Regions from separate parts of the Macaca mulatta genome. Here region 2 is linked to region 1. A link is a contact called in public Hi-C data. All regions are on one chromosome and are shown on one strand. Each heading gives the region's core, a stretch centred on a gene start, on an enhancer-like site or on the middle of the called end of the contact. The rest is flanking DNA. Distances are from core to core; before and after follow the strand shown. Region 1 holds the start of CYB5D1 (cytochrome b5 domain containing 1). Region 2 holds the start of RNF227 (ring finger protein 227).

Evidence for each region. Hi-C and Micro-C count contacts between places; a contact is called where the count stands out from the background.
Region 2: a contact with region 1 is called in a Hi-C map of cortical neurons, with 2.5 times the contacts expected there. The contact joins the promoter of RNF227 here to the promoter of CYB5D1 in region 1. A contact is called at or near these places in 2 of 14 Hi-C or Micro-C datasets (blood and cortical neurons).

What each region holds. Positions count from the first base shown.
Region 1 is chr16:9,358,872-9,365,604 of T2T-MMU8v2.0, forward strand. It overlaps CYB5D1 (cytochrome b5 domain containing 1), which reads left to right and starts at 4,415. Exons shown (of 4, transcript NM_001194493.2): 1 at 4,415-4,726; 2 at 4,882-4,958; 3 at 5,085-5,303; 4 at 5,860-6,733. The coding sequence starts at 4,567. The coding sequence ends at 6,090. NAA38 (N-alpha-acetyltransferase 38, NatC auxiliary subunit) reads right to left here. Exons shown (of 5, transcript XM_077970313.1): 4 at 3,449-3,632; 5 at 3,119-3,277. The coding sequence ends at 3,165. It overlaps KDM6B (lysine demethylase 6B), which reads left to right. Exons shown (of 23, transcript XM_077970219.1): 23 at 1-1,229. It overlaps TMEM88 (transmembrane protein 88), which reads left to right and starts at 1,490. Exons shown (of 2, transcript NM_001194489.2): 1 at 1,490-1,717; 2 at 1,878-2,524. The coding sequence starts at 1,508. The coding sequence ends at 2,147.
Region 2 is chr16:9,420,101-9,426,833 of T2T-MMU8v2.0, forward strand. It overlaps RNF227 (ring finger protein 227), which reads right to left and starts at 3,062. Exons shown (of 2, transcript XM_028835980.2): 1 at 2,493-3,062; 2 at 381-2,391. The coding sequence starts at 3,009. The coding sequence ends at 2,345. It overlaps LOC144335311 (a long non-coding RNA gene), which reads left to right and starts at 2,238. Exons shown (of 2, transcript XR_013406085.1): 1 at 2,238-4,320; 2 at 4,949-5,989.

The DNA of each region.
Region 1 (6,733 bases), core at 3,165-5,664:
CAGCACATGCCTGGGCTGGACCTAGGTCCCGCCTGTGGCCGGGAAGGGGGTCGGGCCCAGCCCTTCCACCCCATTGGCAGCTCCCCTCACTTAATTTATTAAGAAAAACATTTTTTTTTTTTTTTTTTTTTAGCAAATATGAGGAAAAAAAGGAAAAAAAATGGGAGACGGGGGAGGGGGCTGGCAGCCCCTCGCCCACCAGCGCCTCCCCTCACCGACTTTGGCCTTTTTAGCAACAGACACAAGGACCAGGCTCCGGCGGCGGCGGGGGTCACATACGGGTTCCCTCACCCTGCCAGCCGCCCGCCCGCCCGGCGCAGATGCACGCGGCTCGTGTATGTACATAGACGTTACGGCAGCCGAGGTTTTTAATGAGATTCTTTCTATGGGCTTTACCCCTCCCCCGGAACCTCCTTTTTTACTTCCAATGCTAGCTGTGATCCCTGTACATGTCTCTTTATTCACTTGGTTATGATTTGTATTTTTTGTTCTTTTTTTGTTTTTGGTTTTTAATTTATAACAGTCCCACTCACCTCTATTTATTCATTTTTGGGAAAACCCGACCTCCCACACCCCCAAGCCATTCTGCCCGCCCCTCCAGGGACCGCCCGTCGCCGGGCTCTCCCCGCGCCCCAGTGTGTGTCCGGGCCCGGCCCGACCGTCTCCGCCCGTCCGCCCGCGGCTCCAGCCGGGTTCTCATGGTGCTCAAACCCGCTCCCCTCCCCTACGTCCTGCACTTTCTCGGACCAGTCCCCCCACTCCCGACCCGACCCCAACCCCACCTGAGGGTGAGCAACTCCTGTACTGTAGGGGAAGAAGTGGGAACTGAAATGGTATTTTGTAAAAAAATAAAATAAAATAAAAAAAATTTAAAGGTTTTAAAGAAAGAACTATGAGGAAAAGGAACCCCGTCCTTCCCAGCCCCGGCCAACTTTAAAAACACAGACCTTCACCCCCACCCCCTTTTCTTTTTAAGTGTGAAACAACCCAGGGCCAGGGCCTCACTGGGGCAGGGACACCCCGGGGTGAGTTTCTCTGGGGCTTTATTTTCGTTTTGTTGGTTTTTTCTCCACGCTGGGGCTGCGGAGGGGTGGGGGGTTTACAGTCCCGCACCCTCGCACTGCACTGTCTCTCTGCCCCAGGGGCAGAGGGGTCTTCCCAATCCTACCCCTATTTTCGGTGATTTTTGTGTGAGAATATTAATATTAAAAATAAAAGAAGAAAAAAAATCCTGTTTCACTAACGGCTGGTGATAGCAGGGAGAGTACCGGGAGGGCTGCAAGACCGTGATTGATGGGGAGGACTGCGCAGACCCTGGCGAGGGCGAGCCCCTCCCCGGAGGCGCCTGTGGAATGTCCAGGGCTCTGGTCCGCTCCTCGGGATGGGGGGTGCCTAATCCTAGAGCCGCATTCCAGGATAAGGGGGGTGGGGAGAGGCTGGGCCGGGGGAGGGGCAGGAAAGAGGGCTATAAGGGCAGCAGCCCAGGCGGGCGGAATCCAGGCGGGCCATGGCGGATGTCCCCGGGGCACAGCGAGCGGTTCCCGGTGGCGGCCCAGAGCCCCGGGACCCCCTGGACTGTTGGGCCTGCGCTGTGCTTGTAACAGCCCAGAATCTGCTGGTGGCTGCCTTCAATCTTCTCCTGCTGGCGCTGGTGCTGGGGACCATCTTGCTACCCGCTGTCACCATGCTGGGCTTCGGCTTCCTCTGCCATTCTCAGGTGAGCGTGCGTCCCCGGGTGTGCGTGTGAGTGTGGGTGTTGGTGTGTGGTGATGCTGGCGGTGGGGTCTATGGGCCACAACTTCAACCCGCCTGGGCTGTTTCCACCCCGTGCACAGTATGGCTCGGTCGGCTTGGGCCTGACGCCTCTTCTCCCACAGTTCCTGCGCTCCCAGGCACCCCCTTGCACCGCGCACCTGCGGGACCCCGGTTTCACGGCCCTTCTGGTCACCGGATTCCTGCTCCTCGTGCCGCTGCTCGTGCTTGCTCTGGCCAGCTACCGCCGCCTCTGCCTGCGCCTCCGCCTAGCCGATTGCCTGGTGCCCTACAGCCGAGCCCTTTATCGGCGTCGGCGCGCGCCGCATCCGCGGCAAACCCGGGCCTCACCAGGGTCCCAGGCCGTTCCTACATCAGGAAAGGTCTGGGTCTAATGACCCTCGAGTCAAGAACAACCCTGACGGCTGCCCTCCTTCTTACTCGGCCCAAGGACTTGAAGCCCGGCATCTTCCGACCTGCCCTGCCCCCACCCCTGCCTGAGCGGAGTCCTAGCATCCCCTTGGGAGCAGCAGCGTCAGTGGACCCAATGCTGAGGAAAGCCCCCACATCCCGGAAAACCCACTTTCCTTTCACTACCCACATCTCAATCCTGAACATCTGGGCTGGAACCTGCACACCTTCCCCTCAGCCCCGTCGTGAATGGGACAACAATCTCGTGCCCTCCTTTTAAGGTGCAGCTCCTCCAGTATTTCCGGGGCTGGGGGGCGGGGCTGGAGGGGAAGGAGTGTCCACGCATCAATAAAGATTTAACGAACTCAACGTGCTCTGCAAACACAGGAGTGGCACAAGTACTATCACCCCTGCCCTGTGCCGAGGAACAGGAAACATGTGCCAGGGCCACAAATGAGCAGAGAGGAGCATCCTTCAGCCCCCTGGCCTTATCGCTTTTGTCCGTTCTTCCTGGCCAGAACTCAGAGATCTGTCCCTGACCCCAGGCACCTCCCCATCAATAGAGTGGAGGGGGCCCAGCCTCGGCCGCCTGCCCCTGCTCCCCTTGGGGACCTGAGCCCGTTCTCTGACCCCAGCTTAAAGGAACTCGGTGTTGCCAGGCCGGGGTGGGAAACAATGGGCCTTCCGGAGCAGGATGACACCCCCTCCCGCCACAATTCTGGAGCAGCAGCGTGGGAGGGAAGATGCAGGGGCCCACCCTGGGGCCTGTTGGTGCATCATTCAGCCCTGTCCCCCATCTCTACCCCTGAACTTGAGAGAACCTTTGGCACCCCTGGACATCCCGGTTGGTAGAGGAGGGTTGAGGGTGCTCCCGACTTCAGATGAGTCCTTTCCTCTAGGGGTGGGGTGTCCTATCCCTGTACTGGCATCCCAGCTACACACAGACACAGGTCCATTCGGTCGTAAGTTTAATGAAGTCTGAAAGGTATGCGCCACCGTGGTCAGAGATATGGAGGCCCGGTCAGACTCTCCCTCTGCACCTCAATGGAAACGATGTGGTGTCCGGGTACCATGGCCAAGCCCAGCACACGGGGCTCCCCGGCAGAGAAGGAATCTGGAAAGAAGGATCAGAGGATCAGGGAAGCAGGCCGGCATCAGTACCGCCCCTCTGAGCCACAAAAACGAGCCCCAGAAAACAAGGGCTGCAGCCAGGCCCTGAAGGGGAAATGCCTTGCGTAAGGTTCCGCCACATTTCCAGGCGGGTGTGCATTCCCCAGGCACTGACCCGACGGCTTGAGGAACTCCTGCGCCGAGCCCAGGATGACATTGCAGTCACGGTCAGTGCAGAGGAAGCAGCCCACCAGTGTCCGTCCATCTGTCATGCGAATGCGCATAGTTTTGTTGAGCAGCGCCTCTAGCTGCTGCCGGGCGCGCGCAGCCGCCGAGTCCTCGCGCTCTCCGTCCGAATCCTGCGCGGGGTGGAACAAGCGCTCAGACCGCGCAGTCCCGGCTGCCCGCCCGCGGAACCACAGCTCCCGGCAGCCCGCGGGGCGCTCACACAACGCCCAGAGGCTGCCGGGAGCTGCAGTTCCCCCACCCCCTCCATCTTGCTGCTCGACTGCCCCTCAATCCCAGAACCAGAGCCCGTGCTAACCCCGGCGCTGGAGCTGCTCTGACGCCGACTGCAACAGCCATTCTCTTCTCGTAGCAGCATGGTCGGTCCAGCTCCGGCCATTTGCCCGGAGGCCTCCTCTGGGCCTTTCAACTTCCTAAGCACCTTTCAGGTTGGGTGGTCCGAGATCTCGCGAGCGCTCCCGACCGCTTTCCTTTCGCGAGATCACCTCTCCTCCACCTCCTAGTCTCCTCGGCAACGGCAGAGATCTCGCGAGCTTCTCCTACTTCTAGCGCTGTGGCTCACTGAAGCGTACCACGCCGGATGTCTTACGATATCGCGAGACCTTTACCTCTACTTTCTTACACATCCTTTAGAAACTCTGGAATTTAGCGAGAATACACTCTCATACTGCCTCCTCCCTTGTTTTTCTGTCTCAGAGAGATAGTCTGTCATAAATATCCCATGTAGCCCAGGCCGCTAAATTAAAACGGAGCGTATTCGTTTTCTGCCCACCCCCAACTCCTGAAAGCGGCGCAACTCAATTACTTGATCCTTATATGCCCCGTGTGGGACTCATACTACATTTCCCGTGAACACGTGCGGTCCAAGCCTCACCTCCTGATATTTATCTCAGTGGACGGTGGCCGGAAAAGGACAATGGTTTCCATGTCAGCGGATAAACGCTCTCCCCTCGGCTCCCGGACGCGACGGAGGTCGTAGTAGTAGTGAGTGCGTGCTGAGGAGCAAAGGAGTAACCAAGAGAGCCAGTGACTGACAGAGCAAGAGCCATGCCGCGCCGGGGCCTGGTGGCTGGGCCAGATTTGGAGTATTTTCAGCGTCGCTATTTCACGCCGGCGGAGGTGGCCCAACATAACAGGCCCGAAGACCTCTGGGTATCTTACTTGGGACGCGTGTACGACCTAACGTCATTGGCACAGGAATACAAGGGTAAGGGTCACACGTTGGGCCGGGGCCGGAGTGTGTGTGTGTGTGTGTGTGTGTGTGTGTGTGTGTGTGTGTATGTGTGTGTGTGTGTGCGGGCGCGCGCGCGCGTCTGCCTGGTTCTTGAAGGGCTGGCATTGACCGTGGCTGCTCTTTTCAAGGGAACCTGCTGCTGAAACCTATAGTGGAAGTTGCAGGCCAGGACATCAGCCACTGGTTTGATCCAAAGACCAAAGACGTGAGTTATGCTGAAATCTGGGGTTGTGGGTAGAGGCAATGGAGAGCGGGGATGGGAAGGAAAAGCGGAGGCTAGCCAGAGCATAATGACTGCTCTGATCCCCTCGCCCCAAACCCTCCTTTAAAGATCCGCAAGCACATAGATCCGCTGACCGGCTGCCTGAGGTACTGCACCCCGCGGGGTCGCTTTGTGCACGTTCCGCCTCAGCTGCCCTGTTCGGACTGGGCCAACGATTTTGGGAAGCCCTGGTGGCAGGGGTCGTATTATGAGGTGGGGCGGCTGTCTGCCAAGACCCGGAGCATCCGCATCATTAACACACTCACGTCGCAGGAGCACACACTGGAGGTGAGAACTGGTGACAAGGAGCAGGTTAGAGGGAATGGGGAATCCCAGCAAATCTCCAGGCCGATCTGCAGGGCAACATTTTTTTCCATAACCAGTGGGAGTGTATTTTCTGCCCTTTACATTGAGGCAACTGAGGAAAGCACAGCACCTAGGTCCCCAGGGTTGGTAATTCTAGGAGTGTCTGGGTCACACGGGGACAAGAGACTCCTTTATAAGCCTGGGAACAGCAGTTTATGCATCTTAGTGATGGTGGTCCTTCAAAACTCTTACACGCTGTTTTGGACAGCAATTGAACTTTCTTTTTAATCTACTCTATTGCATGGATATAGTGAGGGGACAGTTGACCCTTTATGGCCATCTGGTAGTTAGAAGTGGCTGCCATTAAGAGCTGTAGGTCTTTTGGGCCTGTTCATTGCATGCTGGAGTTTCAGCTTTTTTTCTGGGGCCGTAGATTACCTGAAGCTGCTATCTGCCAAGGGAGGCACTTTGATCCTAGTGTGTATATGTGTATACTCCATCCAGAATTCTGGGGGTGGGGTGCTTCTGTGTTCTCCAGGTGGGGGTTCTGGAGTCCATATGGGAAATCCTACACCGCTATCTCCCCTATAATGCACATGCTGCCAGCTACACGTGGAAATATGAAGGGAAGAACCTGAACATGGATTTTACCCTGGAAGAGAATGGGATCCGGGATGAGGAGGAAGAATTTGACTATCTCAATATGGACGGTACACTTCACACACCTGCAATACTTCTGTACTTCAATGATGATCTCACAGAGTTGTAGGAAAGGAGACGTACACTCATGTACACTCAAGACATATTTCGAGTTTGGCTTTTTCTGTGCCTTGACGAAAAGTGGTGGGGCGGAGGGGTGCCTGGGCCTAGATCTCCATTCCTCTCTAGCAGCTAGCCTGTGCCCTTCTGAAGTGTAAAGGTCCTATTCCCTGCCTTCATTACAATTTGCTCTGAGAAAATCAGTGAATTAATCTTTAGGAATGATACAAGAAGATCAAGTATCTTGGTTTAGGGAGATGTAGAAGAGGATAGTCAGAGTTCAGGCAGAACTGTTTGATAGTTAAGAGAGAGTAATTCTACAGGGGTGAGGGATGGAAGGACTTTTTTGGCAATGATGGAAATGAGATGTCTGCAGGAAGATGGGAATTACAAAGACAGGAATAGGAAATGTTTATCATTGACCACACAAAGCTGGCTTATCTTACTTGTAGAATAGTATTTGGCAGCTGAAACCCAAGGGAAAGAAAGGAAGTGAGTCATTATAGGCAATTCAGGCTAGATATTATGCTGGGTACTTCATATACCCTCTCCCCCCACCCCCCACAAAGAGAAGGGGTCTTGCTCTGTCACCCAGTCTGGAGTGCAGTGGCAAAATCATGGCTCACTGCAGCCTGGAGCTCTTGGGCACAAGT
Region 2 (6,733 bases), core at 1,812-4,311, 60 kb after region 1:
TCCTTTTCCTCATTTTTATCTCTTGGATTATTCACTAAAACTGAGGTTCTTCCAGCTCCAACTATGTGATGGGCTCAGTGTAGAGAAGGAGGGTGAGCAGCAGATACTACATGGCCTCAGGTTGACTTCAGAGAGAGTGGGACTTACTGGACAGAAATGTAGTGGGAGGAGTGCCTAGCAAGATTCAAAACTGCCTTCCAGCCATCCTTTTGATCATCCTTTCCACCTTCAAGTTGCACTTTAGTTCCCCTAAGAGTCAGTAGAGGTCACTACAGCTCCACAGGTTCAGTTCCAGTATGAAGCAAAGGCACACTTTTTTTTTTTTAAAGGAGTTGAGGGTCAGATCTGTCTAGCTTACCAAAGATTTGAACTGCTAGGCACTTCCTTGATGTTTATTGCTCACTAAACAGAGATTCTCAGAGATTGAGAGAGGCCAGACATTTAGTTCACAAGGCTATTATATTAAAAAAATAAGATATAAAGCCAACAAATATTTATTGAGTACATATTATACAGTAACACTGCTGTTGGCCCTGGAGATAAAACAGTCACAGGTCAGCCCTTCCTACCATGGGGCTTACACTCCAGTGAGGACACCCACAAAGCATGAAAATAAAAGCAGTAAAAATAAAACAGGGCATTATGTTACAGAGGGGTGGGGAAAAGGCTCTACTATGCTGAAGGCAGAAGGCGGCCTCCCAGAAGAGGGAGCATTTAAGCTGAGACGTAAGGACAGGAAAATGCCAAAATAGGGTTACAAAAATTGAGGTTTATAAACCATAAGTGTATATGATTTGTCAATCAAAAATATTTTAAAAAGGTTGGAGACCCCTAAAAATTGAGGTTAATACTTAATAAGTTCACATTTTTAAGAGAAAAATGTAACATAGTAGGTTAGGATTTCTTTAGCAATAGAATGTTACTTTAGAACTTTGGATAAAATAATCTATCAGTCATACTTATTATGTTTTAAATATTCTACCTACAGATGGTGATATCTTAAAGAGTCTAGGATCTAGACCAATGATACTTACATTTTCACATGCACACAAATCACCTGGGATTGTTAAAATGCCAGAGTCTGGCCAGGCGCGGTGACTCACTCCTATAATCCCAGCACTTTGGGAGGCCGAGGTGGGCGCATCACCTGAGGTCAGGAGTTTGAGACCAGCCTGACCAACACGGCAAAACCCTATCTCTACTAAAACTACAAAAATTAGCCAGGTGTGGTGGCAGGAGCCTGTAATCCCAGCTACTCCGGCGGGTGAGGCAGGAGAATCGCTTGAATCTGGGAGGTAGAGGCTGCAGTAAGGTGAGATTGCGCCACTGCACTCCAGCCTGGGCAACAGAGTGAGACTGTCTCAAAAACAAAAACAAAAACAACAACCCTGCAGAGTCTGATTCAGGAAGTCTGGAGTGGGATCCTGGAGTGAGATTGTGCGCTTCCATCGACAGCATACCAACGCTGCTGGTCCTTGACTATGACTATATGGTCATAAGATACTTACAGGATTCTAAAATAGAATACATGGCATATATACAATAGGTGATGTCCCATTATGGGACACAAATTTTAAAGACACTTAAAATTGTATAAGTATCTTTTCAGTAGCGCCAGTGTTCCCTGTGACTGTAAAGATAACACAGATAATAGCAAAAGTTTGAAATATGATGCCTTTCAAATGGCTCTCCTTTCCTACTTTGATAGGCTCTAATTAGGTGCCTCATATAAATGCCCTTTGGAATTTCTGATACCTGCCCTAGCAGGCTGAAGGTAGATTCTGAAATGAAGCAAGGCTCCTCATCATAGTCATAGGCAGGGAGCCATCTCAATTTTTGGAACACAGAACTGGGAGTGGAGAGACAGCAGGCATACCAGCACCCTTACATGCCAGAGAAGTGAGATTAACATGACGCGAAAATTAGCCTCTTCTCTCCCATCCCATCTTAAAAAAAAAAATTCAAACCATTGACAAAGAATTGCTAAAACGGGACCTGTTGCTCCCACACACCAGAGCCACCCTGGACAAAAGCCAAAGTCCCAGCTAAGAAAACAGTCTGTCTTCTTCCCACAGTAACGTAGGCTTTGTTTATATCATCCCTTGGCCACTCCATCCTGAAAATGTAAGACTGGCACAGTCAGTAGATGGGGGCGAGTTCGTCTAGGAGCCTCCCCAACTCATCATCAACACCTCCCAGGGCGTTCCCTCCTGCCCTCGGCTCATCTCTCTTATCACATGTCAATCCTGGGATCTGAGACACAGTAGTCTTGATATCAGCCCCCGCGAGGCTGCAGCTCCCACCTTCCTTCGGCTGTGGCTTCCGAGTTCCTCGGTTACAACGTTCAACGGGTCAGGTGGGCAATGTCCTTGATCTCCGGACAGTAGAGCACTGGGGGAAAGAATAAGGGTTAGCGGAAGCAGGAGCAAGCCAACCAACCTCCGTGTTCCTCGGCGCTCTCTCCCCTGCATCCTCCCCTGGCAGCACCTCACCGTTGCTAGGCAGCGGACGCCGCCAGCGCCGCGCGGGCGCCAGGACCCTGTTCCAGAGCCGCCGGAACGCGCGCCACCCAGCGCTCCTAGGCCCCGCCCCCTTCTCGCTCTCCCCTTCCTCCTCGGCCTCTCCGTCAGCGTGGCTGCTTTCCTCGGCCGGGTTCCCCGCCTCATCTCGTTCGCACTTGGCCCGCGCTTTTTCCTCCAATCGCGACCACAAGTCCGAGTCAAGAGCGATCTCCGTGACGCCGCCGCGCGGGAGCGGCGAGGGCGCGCGGCAGAAGGGGCACGTGACCACGCGGCGCAGGCGCACCACGCGCGCGGCCGTCCCGCTGCCGTCCCCGCGCGCTGCCAGCTCGCGGAGGCAGGCGGTGCAGAGCGTGTGGCCGCAGCGGGCGCGCGCCGTCCCGGGCAGGCGGCGGGGCGCGCGGCCCCCGAGGTTGAAAGGACGGTAGCAGATGTTGCAGTCCAGCTCGCCCCGCTCCGGAAGAGAGGGCACCCTCACCAAGAGCTGCATCGTGCCCGCCGCGAACTCGAGGGCGTCGCTAACGCGGCCGGCTCGGTGAACAGAACGAACTGACTCTTCTGAGGCCCGGGTCGGGTCCTGGGGCCGGCGCCGCGGCCTCGTTCCCCTTTAAATAGGGGAATAAGTGAGGCCCCACCCTTCGAAGCGTCACGCCTTGATCGGGCCGCTCCCCGTGGCGGCACGTGTGGGGGCGGTGGAGGCTTGAGGCCGGGCATGACAGCGATGATGGAGTCGGGGAGGCGGCCCAGGCCGTGCCAGGACCGGAGCCGTGGGGGCCGAGGCACCCATTCCTCCCTTCCTCCCCACTGCCGGGGAGCGGGGTGGGGCTTTCCTTCTTCCCCCAACGCAACGCCAGCGCTCCTTAATTCTACCATGTGCAAATCCCCGGGTCCCTCCCTGCGCCTCAGCCGTCAATCATTGGCACAGGTCTCTAAAGCCCCCTCGGCCTATTCAGTTGCTCGCAGTGAGTTTCACAATCCCACTCAGTTTCCAAACACTGCCCATTCTGCCCAACCTTTGGTCCCGGGTCCTTTGACTCGATTTTGCCCTCAATTCTCATTATAGATGACCTCTCGGTGTTGCTTGTAAGGCTGGCTTCCTAAACTTCATTCTCCCCAAACTGCTTAACTCTCAGCTGGTATCTCAGCCTAAGGAGGGGCCTAGATTCCAGGACCATGGCTTTAGGAATGCTGGGAATCCTTTCCTTCCGGAGGCCTGGACACCCACACATCGTGATGGCCCCAGTAAAGCTCCCCAGCATAAGTTCTGACTCAGGGGTCTGACTTCTCCCACTGGTAAACAGGACATGGTACTCACAACCCACATTCCCCTCATGGTGCCACACCCACACACAGCTGCCTTCTCACCCTCCTCTCCTGGACCTGCAGCCCAGGTTCTGTTGTGGAGGGTAATAACACAGTCTAGAGCCAGCTGGCTTGAGTTCAGATCCTAGCTTCCACCTCTTACTAGTTGTGACCCTTTGAGCAAGTTAATTTATGTGGGCCTTGGTTTCCTATAAAAAAATGTGGATAATGAGGACTGAACGAGGTTATATGTGTAAGGTGCTTCAAACAGTGTCCAGTACACAGTAAAACACCAGGTAAGTACTATATTAGCTACTATTCTTATCCTGTGCCCCCAGCCTATACTGAATTCACCTTAATTTCTCAGTACCCAACATTTTCTTTTTTTTTGAGACAGTCTCTCGCTCTGTCGCCCAGGCTGAAGTGCAGTGGCACCATCTCGGCTCACTGCAAGCTCCGCCTCCTGGATTCATGCCATTCTCCTGCCTCAACCTCCCAAGTAGCTGGGACTACAGGCACCCGCCACCACGCCCAGCTAATTTTTTGTACTTTTAGGAGAAATGGGGTTTCGCCGTGTTAGCCAGGATGGTCTTGATCTCCTGACCTGGTGATCCGCCCGCCTCAGCCTCCCAAAGTGCTGGGATTACAGCCGTGAGCCACCATGCCCAGCCAGTACCCAACATTTTCAACACACATCCCTCTTGACCAATATGTGCAAGATGGGGTTCTCCACACCCATGGCATTTACCAGCTATCACAGGCAATGCAGAGCTGGTTTTTTAACCTTCATTGTTAAAACCTAGAGGGTAATCTCTTTTGAGGAGGTATACCATTGTTTTTAAGCAAACATTTCAGAACTTTTGAATGGTATTGTCTGTAATCATGGGAGAAGCTGTCTACTTATTACAGTGATGCTGTCACAATTCAAAACTTTTTGGTCTTAAAAAGGAACTGGTAGGGCCGGGCATGGTGGCTCTTGCCTGTAATCCCGGCATTTTGGGAGGCCAAGGCGGGTGGATTACTTGAGGTCAGGAGTTCAAGACCAGCCTGGCCAACATGGTGAAACCCCGTCTCTACTAAAAATACAAAAATTAGACAGGCGTGGTGGCTCACACCTGTAGTCCCAGCTATTCGGGAGGCTGAGGCATGAGAATTGCTTGAACCCGGCAGGTGGAGGTTGCAGTGAGCGGAGATCACGCCACTGCACTCCAGTCTGGGAAACAGAGTGAGACTCGGTCTCCAAAAAAAAAAAAAAAGGTGGGGGGAGGGGGGACTGGTAGGTATCTATGGTTAATAAATATATGATGGGCTGAATGCAGTGACTCACACCTGTAATCCCAGCACTTTGGGAGGCCGAGACTAGCAGATTGCCTGAGTTTAGGAGTTTGCGACCAGCTTGAGCAACGTGGTGAAACCCAGTCTTTACTAAAAATCCAAAAAATTACCCGGGCATGATGGCGTGCACCTGTAGTCCCAGTTACTTGGGAGGCTGAGGCAGGAGAATCGCTTGAACCCAGGAGGTGGAGGTTGCAGTGAGCCAAGATTGCACCAGTGTACTCCAGCCTGGGCAACAGGGCAAGACTCTGTCTCAAAAAAAAAAAACAAAAAACAACTTTTAATGTGGTGGTAGACTAATGGTGGCCCCAAATTCCTTTGCAGTGTGACTTTGGTACTTCTCACATCAAGAATTGGGGTCTCTTTCTCTATCCCTTGAATCTGGGCTGGTCTTGTAACTAGCTTTGACCAATAGGTGTGGCAGAAGCGATGTGTGAGTTCTGGAACCTAGTCTGTCAGAGGCCTTGTAGCTTCTGCCTTTGTCCCCTTGGAACACTCCCTGAGACCACCATGTAAGGAAGAGGCCACACGGAGGAGCGCCAGCCAACAGCCAAACATGCTGGTGAGGCCATTTTCCATTTTCCTGCTCAGCTGACCTGCTGTTTGAGTGCAGAGACACGAGTGAACCTAGGTGAAAACAGCAAAGGAACTCCTAGCCAGCCCACAGAATCGTGAAAAAGAACAGTTTTTAAAAGTTATTTCTCCTGAGTGTGGTGGCTCACACTTGTAATCCTAGCACTTTGGGAGACCAAGATGGAAGGATCACTTGAGCTCGGGAGTTTGAGATCAGCCTGAGCATCGTGGTGAGACCCTGTCTTTACAAAAAAAGAAAAGAGGCCGGGCACGGTGGCTCAAGCCTGTAATCCCAGCACTTTGGGAGGCCGAGACGGGCGGATCACGAGGTCAGGAGATCGAGACCATCCTGGCTATCACGGTGAAACCCCGTCTCTACTAAAAAATACAAAAAACTAGCCAGGCGAGGTGGCGGGCGCCTGTAGTCCCAGCTACTCGGGAGGCTGAGGCAGGAGAATGGCGTGAACCCGGGAGGCGGAGCTTGCAGTGAGCTGAGATCTGGCCACTGCACTCCAGCCTGGGCGACAGAGCGAGACTCCGTCTCAAAAAAAAAAAAGAAAAGAAAAAAGCCAGGCGCAGTGGTGCACGTCGTTCCAGCTACTCAGTAGGCTGAGGTGGGAGAATCACTTGAGCCTCAGGACTTCAAAGCTGCACTGAGCCGTGATCATATCAGTGCCCTCCAGCCTGGGTGACAGAGCGAGACCCCACTGCTTAAAAATAAAAAAAAAGTGGCTGGGCACGGTGGCTCATGCCTGTAATCCCAGCACTTTAGGAGGCCGAGGCAGGCGGATCATGAGATCAGGAAATCGAGACCCTCCTGGACAACATGGTGAAACCCCGTCTCTACTAAAAATACAAAAGTTAGCTGGGCATGGTGGCATGTGCCTGTAATGCCAGCTGCTGGGGAGGCAGAGGCGGGAGAATCGCTTGAACCAGGGAGTCGGAGGTTGCAATGAGCCAAGATCGCGCCACTGCACTCCAGTCTGGCAACAGAGCAAGACTCC